Regions from separate parts of the Mus musculus genome. Here region 2 is linked to region 1. A link is a contact called in public promoter capture Hi-C data. All regions are on one chromosome and are shown on one strand. The core of a region is the stretch at or near the end of the contact, and the rest is flanking DNA. Distances in the headings are between cores, read along the strand shown. Region 1 holds the start of Ecpas (Ecm29 proteasome adaptor and scaffold). Region 2 holds the start of Cdc26 (cell division cycle 26).

Region 1 (3,878 bases), core at 853-3,352:
AGGCCTGTACACCTCTGACTTAGTAAGCCTCTGCTCAAGAGCTCAGAGATGCTAACACCAAGGAAACTATTCTTGCCACTATTTTTTTTCTGAGATTTTGTTTTATGTGTGTGGGTGTTTTGTCTGCACATGCACGTCTGTTCCCCACACGCATGCAGTGCCCGCAGAGGTTAGAAGGTGTCAGTCAGATCTTGTGGAACTTGAGTTACAGATGGTTAACTGCCATTTGGACCCTGGGAAGTGAACAAGGGTCTTCTGGGAGAGCAACCATGCTTCTAACCACTGAGCCATCTCTCCAGCCTCTATCCTTGCCATCTCTGAACACCTAAATAGATAAAAAAAAGACCCTTAGCCAGCCTTTCATGACATTTAGAGTGTTTTACTATAGAGTACAGAACTAGGAGAGTTCGTATGCATCAAACGGCTGACAAGTTTTGAATCCTTTCTGAGGAGTAGTGGACAATGGTACTGGGAGGGGTGGAGAGACATTTCTGTACTTTAGTATTGTTTATAAATGGTCATTGCATTTATTTTGGAAGAAATGCCAAACCAAAGAGCAAGAATGTCCACTAAAAAAGCACTGAGGCTCAGAGCACTATACAAATCTAGTCAGTTTCAAGTCCCCAGGAGGGAGAGGGTGGAGTTAGTCTGGAGTTAGTCAATCTGGAGAGTAGGGTGAGATTGGGGATATGGGAATGGGGCTGGGGAGAAGGTACATATACTATTAAGTCATTAACAAATGGTAATGTAGTTCTTCCAATTAATAGTGAAAGTGTTTGTGGGGGTTGAAAACATTTACCCAGAACCTGGACTCCACCTGTGTTTGCTTTTCTGTCACTGTGACAAGTTTATGACCATTTAAAATGAGTAAAAAAACAAAACTGTATTTGGCTCACAGTTTCAGAGGTGTGGTACATGGTCACTTGGTTCCATTGCTGTGGACTTGAGGTGGGGCTGGACACGTGGCAGGGTGTGTGTGATGAAATAAAGCAGCCCCTCTCACGGCAAACACGAAGCAGACAGCAATGACAGGAAGAGGCCATTGCAACACAGTCCCTAAGAACACACCTCCAGTGATATACTTCCTTCAGTTAGCCCCACCTCCTGCTTTTCCATGGGCAATGGAGCTGTGCAATCAGTATTAACCTCTGATTAGGCCAGACTCTCAGGATCTAATTATTGTCCCAAAGTCCAGCATTAGGCAAAACAAGCAGCAGGGAAGGAGTGTGTGTGTGTGTGTGTGTGTGTGTGTGTGAGAGAGAGAGAGAGAGAGAGAGAGAGAAAGAGAGAAAGAGAGAGAGAGACCATATCCAAGTTTTATCACTATGAACCAAACTGAACCTGGGGCTATACATGTGTGCAGAACTAGGTCTTGAAGCATCAACAAATTCTACATTTAATAATTTTTCTCTTGGGTGTGAGATGGGTGAGGTAGCTGAACTAGGAGGAAGGACTCTTATTTTTATGATAATGACAAAGATAATGTAACTTTCTTTGTAAATGTAAAATTAATACAGGAAGTAACATGGTCAGTGTTTGTTGCTATCTCGTACTTGCCTAAGTTACATTGGGAGCCGCATGTATTCAAATTTCAAGGCATTATCTAGGGCCCTAGGGATTCCATTTTGCGGGAATATATGCAACTTCAGTTCATTTAGGGTCTCGATTATTTTCTTTTCCTCTAAAAATGTCTTTGATCTGGCACCTAATTTCTTTCTTTTTTTTTTTTTTTTGGTTGTTCTTATAGTAACCATATAAGCCCTTGATTTGAATTCCATTTTGCAGCTGTACACGACCTCATGGACCAACGAGAGGCTTAAAGTTAAAAGTTGGGATTGCCACTAAACTCGGGTTAAGAAGAAGGACTCTAAAGCACGTCTTGGTAGCTCAAATATCGTGGTTTCCGGCCCTTCCCTGGCTCGCAGCTCGCTCGGGAGGCTAACGTTAGGGGAGCATCCCCCAGGGTGAGCCCTCGGTGCAGGTCCCTCTGGGCTTTAACTTCGGGGCTGCTCGGAGGCCCGGCCTGAGTCAGCGCGGCGGCCGAGAAGTTGGGCGCGAGGCGCAGGGCGGGGCTTCCTCCTCTTCCTCCTCCTCCTCCTCCGATTCGAGCCCCGCTCTACTTTTCCGAGTCCGCGTCTCTTCCTCCGTCCGGGCGCGTGTTCCTCCAGCTCCGACCAGGCGGACGTGACAGCCGCAGACCTTTAACGCCACAGCCCGGGGCGGGGAAGCTCTCCGCGGCAGCCAGGACAGCCCGGCTCCGCTCGGCCGCACGCAGGCTCCTCCGGAGCGGCCGCGCGTCTCCTCGGGCCCGGCCCGTCCTCCACCTCGCTGGGTCGCCGCAGCATCCCGGGCTATGGAGACCGGCTCCGACTCAGGTCAGAGGCCGCGTGCTTGCGTGCGGCTGAGGGAATGAGGCTCAGGTCCAGGGGTTGGCCCGCCGCGTCTGCGTCTCCCGCTCCGCGCCGGGGAAGCTTGGCGGCGGCAGGTGGGCAGGACGCGGCGCGAGCGAGGCAGCGAGGGCGGGCGAGCGGGCGCGCGAGGGGCCGGCGGAGGCGGAGGGGGAGGGGGGAGGATGGCTCAGCTCTTTCTAAATATAAGAGCCGGCGTGAGGCTAGCAAGCCGGGCGCCGAGCCGAAGAGCCGCCGCGCGGTCACTCGGCCGCACGGGCGGCAGCGGCTCCTCCGAGGCGCGAGGCTGAGAGGGAGCTCCCGAGTCGCGAGCTCGCGAGGCGCGGCGAGAGCGACGCTCGCAGCGCAGAGGACGCAGGCAGCGGGCGGGCCTCGAGGGCGCAGCGCGGCCCGCGTGAGAGACCCGAGGCGGCTCCGGGCCCCTGCGGCACGGCGCGGCGCGGCGCGGCACCGCACGGCACGGCACGGCGACGGCCGCGAGCCCCCCTCGCCGGCCGCCCGCCCGCCCCTCCCTCGCTCGCTCCCGGGCGCAACATGGCTGCGGCCGCCGCCTCCGCCTCCCAGGACGAGCTGAGTAAGTGCGGCGCGGAGCCTGCAGCTGGGAGCGGGATTTAACTCCACGCAGGACCGGGGCTGGGCCCGGCCAGACACGGGAGGCTGGGGGGGCGCGGGGCCGGGCAAGTGGGTGTGCGGTGGTCTCGGCACGGGGCTCCGGGGCTCAGGCCTGGCGGGAGGGCGGGCGAACAGGCGCGGGCCGCCGCCGCGGGCGCTCGTAGGCCGCAGGTTTGCAATGTCACGTCGTGAAATTGAAACCAGAGCCCCGGGCTTAGCTACCCCTGCTCGAAATCTGCTTCGGCCCGGGCTTTGGGGGGATCCCGGGCCCCTGGCTTGCTACCGGAGCTGGCGCGCGGCCTGTCGCCCCCAGGTCGGACTGTGTCCACCCGTCCGTTCCGTCAGACCCCCCGCATGTCCCTTGATTCTGACTGACGGGCGAATTCTGGACGTGGAGCTTTGGGGAAGGGGAGAGGGTTGCCTTTCCCGCACCTCCAAGGAATCGGCAGAAAGGTCACAGATGGGAGATGACTTTCAGGTTGAAGCTGTAAAGGCCAATAGGGCCGCTGTTAATGGCAGAAAAACAAAACAAAACAAAAAACAAAACGAGGGTGACGGAGCTGTCAGAAAGGAGAGAGTCCCACTCCATGCCAAGCGTTGCGATTTTCCAGGGGATGACGATCCAAGCTCGCTGGGAGCAGTGGTCGCCCTTAATGCCAGGCCGCCCAGCCTGCTGCCCGTGTTCCACTCTATGCTTTGTGGGAAGTGTAGTTCTAGGATGTTGTCAGCCTATTCTGGGGTCATAAATATTCAGTTTTCGTGAGATATGTAGGATAATCGATTGCGTTTTGGGTGGTTGGTTCAAATGCTTTAGGGTATTTACGAGAAACCTACTCCCCTATGTTGCCCTTCAGTAAA
Region 2 (3,878 bases), core at 646-3,145, 3.5 Mb before region 1:
GGCCAGCCAGCTTGGCCCATGGCTACACTGAGAAACCCTGTCTTGAAAAACAGAAACAAAAAGGAAAACACAAAGAAAAACCCTAGAAAAGTAAAGGAAAGAATTCTATAAACAGTTATAAACCAATGCCAGAACTAGGTTACATCTCCCAAAGACAAATCCACTCAAGAAGTCTACAGAGACCACGAGTCATTCCTGCAAGGAACTGTAGAGAATACAAGAAATCCACTCACTGGATGATGTCAAGCAGGTAAAGTCACAGGCTCAAAGGTGAAAACAGAAGGGTAAGGTTGCACGCGTTTGCAAGTATGTCTTCCCAACATTTCATTCTAAGTAGGTACCACCACATTGACTTTTTTTTTTTTTTTTTTTAGAAAAAGGAAAAACAAGCCAGTAAAAAAACATGGGTTCTGGGGCTCAGTCTCAGGTCCTAATGGTCACAGAGAAAAGCTTTTGGCACCTGAACTAGCTCCCCAGACCAATAGAAGGTTTTGGCCTATAAACCTAATACTATGTGGTTTGGGAAGGTGTTCATCAGAATATTGAATCATCAAAAGTACATGGTGGCGACCAGGAAGGAGGCAGGAGGAGTTTGAGGTCAAAGGTAAGAGACTGTGGGGGGTGGGGGGAGATGGAAATGTATGGCTCAGTGGCAGAACAGTTGCCTAGCATGCAAAAAAAAAAAAAAAAAAACCCGGGTTGGATTCCCAGCACTGTTTAAAAAAGGGTGTGTGTGTGGGGGTAATGACCTGCAATTTGCATCTTACCGGATGTTATATTAATATTTCCTGCTTCAATGCCGGCTTTGAGTCCTTCTTTTCCCAAAATCCCAGACTCTCCTTTGGCCAGGCGTTCCCGCTCTTTCTCTTCCAAGCTTCCATAGTAGATGTGTGGTTTCTTCACAACGGGAGCAACTAAATCGTCAGGCGCTTTGGTTTTGGTTGTCTGTTAAATCAAAGACCCGGACTAAGGTTTAGTTCCAGCAAACCATGCTTCCCAAAAGAATGAAGCTAACGCTGCACTTTCATCTTCTTTCCTCTCAAAACTAGAGGAGAAAGTCGAAACTGACTTTGTGCGAGTTAAGGCTCTTGTTAAGTTTGGCACACAAATACGACCAATCAATTTCTGCCTGAAGTGTCTTGGTTGTTTTGGGGCCCGTTACTTTAATCGACTGGAAAAGCAATCTCCGGTTTTACGAAAATAACTTCTCACTGCTGGGCAGACACTAAAAACAACCTAAACAATCAGGGTGGCTCTAGGTGCACCAAGTCACGATGTGACTGGAATACACATTTCAAATACTTTCAGAGCCGATTACAAGTTGGGAAGCCTCATCATAGTAAGTACGAGTCGGACAGCTTAAGTCAGGACACAACCCGATTCCAAAGCACCGTGTTTTGGAGCAGCCAGAAAGAGTGGTCTCTGCTCAGGACTTAAGTAAGAGCAGTGCAAAGAGAGCTGCAGCACACGAAGACATCAGGAAAAGGCTACTAAGGTCCACACTAGGGTCCCTCAGCTTTCCTCCTCCTCGGCCCAGACCCGTAAGGTAACGGCCCTTTCCCACGGGAACCCCCGGCCTCTCTAGGGCAGGCCTGAGCTTAGATCCAGAGCTCCGTACCGTGGAGGAGGCTCGTGAGGAGGCCATGCCGGGCGGCGGAGACGCGAGGCCCTAGCCAAATCCGCGTTCTACTTTTCAGACCGGGAACCGCGCGCCTAGCAAAGTGGAAGTGCGTCACTGGCCGGAAACGTATCAGAAACGTACTACGTGCGAAGTATCTTGGGAATGGTAGTTGCCAAAGGTCGGCTGGAGTCGAGGGGCGTGGCCTTACAGAGCTACACAACCTCGCGGGAGAAGAGGAGCATGGGAAGAGAGGCGCAGAGCAGCCTGGGAGGTGTAGTTTGGGCTGCGCAGCAATGGAGTCATGGTGGGAGTTGAGGTTCTGGGGAACTGCAGAGGCCTGAAAAGAGGTAGGTTTGCGGATCGCAACCATAATCTGGAACAAAACGAGGGTCTCTGTTATCCTTCGGGAGGCCTTCCGCCATTTCGAAGCTGAGGCCTGTGTTGCCATGGAAATCTCTCCCTAGACTTCTGCAGCCTTGGAGCTGGGAAAGAGGACTGTTGTCCACGACGGAAGTCCTTCGGGGGCCCCTCGTAACTCGGTGGCTACGTAATCAGTTTGGGCTTCAAGAAGATATTAAACTCTAAGACCTTCTAAGGCTAAAATAGAGATGTGGTGGAGGAGCTGCGGCCTAGTTTGTTGTGGGTTTACTTGTCTACAGCCTATTCTTTGTCTGTGTTCTTTGAAATAAAGGGTCCATGAAGGCTCCAGATAAAGAGCATATCAGCAGTAGTAGCTCCAATGAATGTTAGGCCATCAGAGATAAGGTTTTTTTTAAAAAAAAAATCCTTACATGAAAGTTGTGGGGGTTACAAAAATATGCGCGTTTGCCGAGCTGAACAGACTCACTTCCACACTCAAGGCCCTGCCCCGAACAACTCCAATTAGAAGAGCACTTCCTTTTCGAGGACTTACTAATGCCGAGTTACGCGCAACGAGCTTATTCTGTTTTAGTCATCTCAGTCACGGACAAGAGTACAAGCCCGAAAAAAACCAAAAAACATTCTGGTGAGAAAAGGTCGTTCTGGAGCCGTAGTAGTAGAATTAGTAACGTGGCAGGTCGCGAGCCGCCGAGCCGCGCTTTTAACTCGTACTCATTATTGCTCTCTAGTGGTGAGGCTTTCAGAAAGTTCCCTCGCAAGTAGGGAATTATTGTTGTTGTTGTTGTTTTTCTAAGTGTTTCTTCCTTTCCCCCTTGGAGCTGACTTCCATTTCTCTACGTAAGGATCTGGTAGAAAGTAGTATCTGATAGAATAAAGCAGTTTTGAAATGTCACGGGCCAGTGTTTTGATTAGATCACCCCTTGCTGTGCTAAGCCTCCTGAGAGAAGTGTAAATGTTTCCTATACATTGTAGTGTTTTGTTTCGTTCTGGATGCACGCAATAATAATTTCTATGAATGCACACTATAGCAAAACTTTCATGTAGATCACTATCATTTAGCTTTTTATTTTAGTGGTCTAAGTGTAACTTTGTTTTTTTTTTTTTTTTTAAATTATTTATTATATGTAAGTACACTAGCTGTCTTCAGACACTCCAGAAGAGGGCGCCAGATCTTGTTACGGATGGTTGTGAGCCACCATGTGGTTGCTGGGAATTGAACTCAGGACCTCTGGAAGAGCAGTCAATGCTCTTAACCACTGAGCCATCTCTCCAGCCCCTATGTGTAACTTTTATAGAATGCTGATTTAGCTTTTTTTTTGTTTTGTTTTGTTTTTTGTTTTTCTTTTTTTTGCTCAGGCCCCGCTCTCCCTGCTTGCTCCAGCCCAAAGATTTATTTATTTATTATATGTAAGTACACTGTAGCTGTCTTCAGACACACCAGAAGAGGGTGTCAGATCTCATTACGGATGGTTGTGAGCCACTATGTGGTTGCTGGATTTGAACTCAGGATATCTGGAAGAGCAATCAGTGCTCATAACTGCTGAGCCATCTCTCCAGCCCACATTTTTTGTTTTTCAAGAAGGGTTTCTCTGTGTAGCCCTGGCTGTCCTGGAACATGTTCTGTAGACCAGGCTGACCTCAAACTTACAGACATCCTCCTGCCTCTGACTTCAGAGTGCTGGGATTAAAGGTGTGTGTCACTACTGCCCGGCTTCTGATATTAACTAAACTGTTTGCTTCAACTTTATAAAACTGGAATAATTTTTCAAGTTTCCCAAGGTGTCTGTATTAAAATAATACAAAGAATGCGAATGTGGGACGGTTTAGTGGGTAAAGGAACCTGTGCTAAGTGTGATGCCCCACATGGTAGAAGGAG

Evidence for each region. Promoter capture Hi-C pulls out the DNA fragments that hold promoters and counts their contacts.
Region 2: a contact with region 1 is called in a promoter capture Hi-C map of liver, with 2.9 times the contacts expected there. The contact joins the promoter of Cdc26 here to the promoter of Ecpas in region 1. A contact is called at or near these places in 2 of 39 promoter capture datasets (cranial neural crest and liver).

Annotation. Positions count from the first base shown.
Region 1 is chr4:58,910,973-58,914,850 of GRCm38.p6, reverse strand. Ecpas (Ecm29 proteasome adaptor and scaffold) reads left to right here and starts at 2,102. Exons shown (of 49, transcript NM_172381.3): 1 at 2,102-2,375. The coding sequence starts at 2,354.
Region 2 is chr4:62,406,642-62,410,519 of GRCm38.p6, reverse strand. Cdc26 (cell division cycle 26) reads left to right here and starts at 1,895. Exons shown (of 4, transcript NM_139291.4): 1 at 1,895-1,968. It overlaps Prpf4 (pre-mRNA processing factor 4), which reads right to left and starts at 1,737. Exons shown (of 14, transcript NM_027297.3): 1 at 1,619-1,737; 2 at 768-945. The coding sequence starts at 1,645.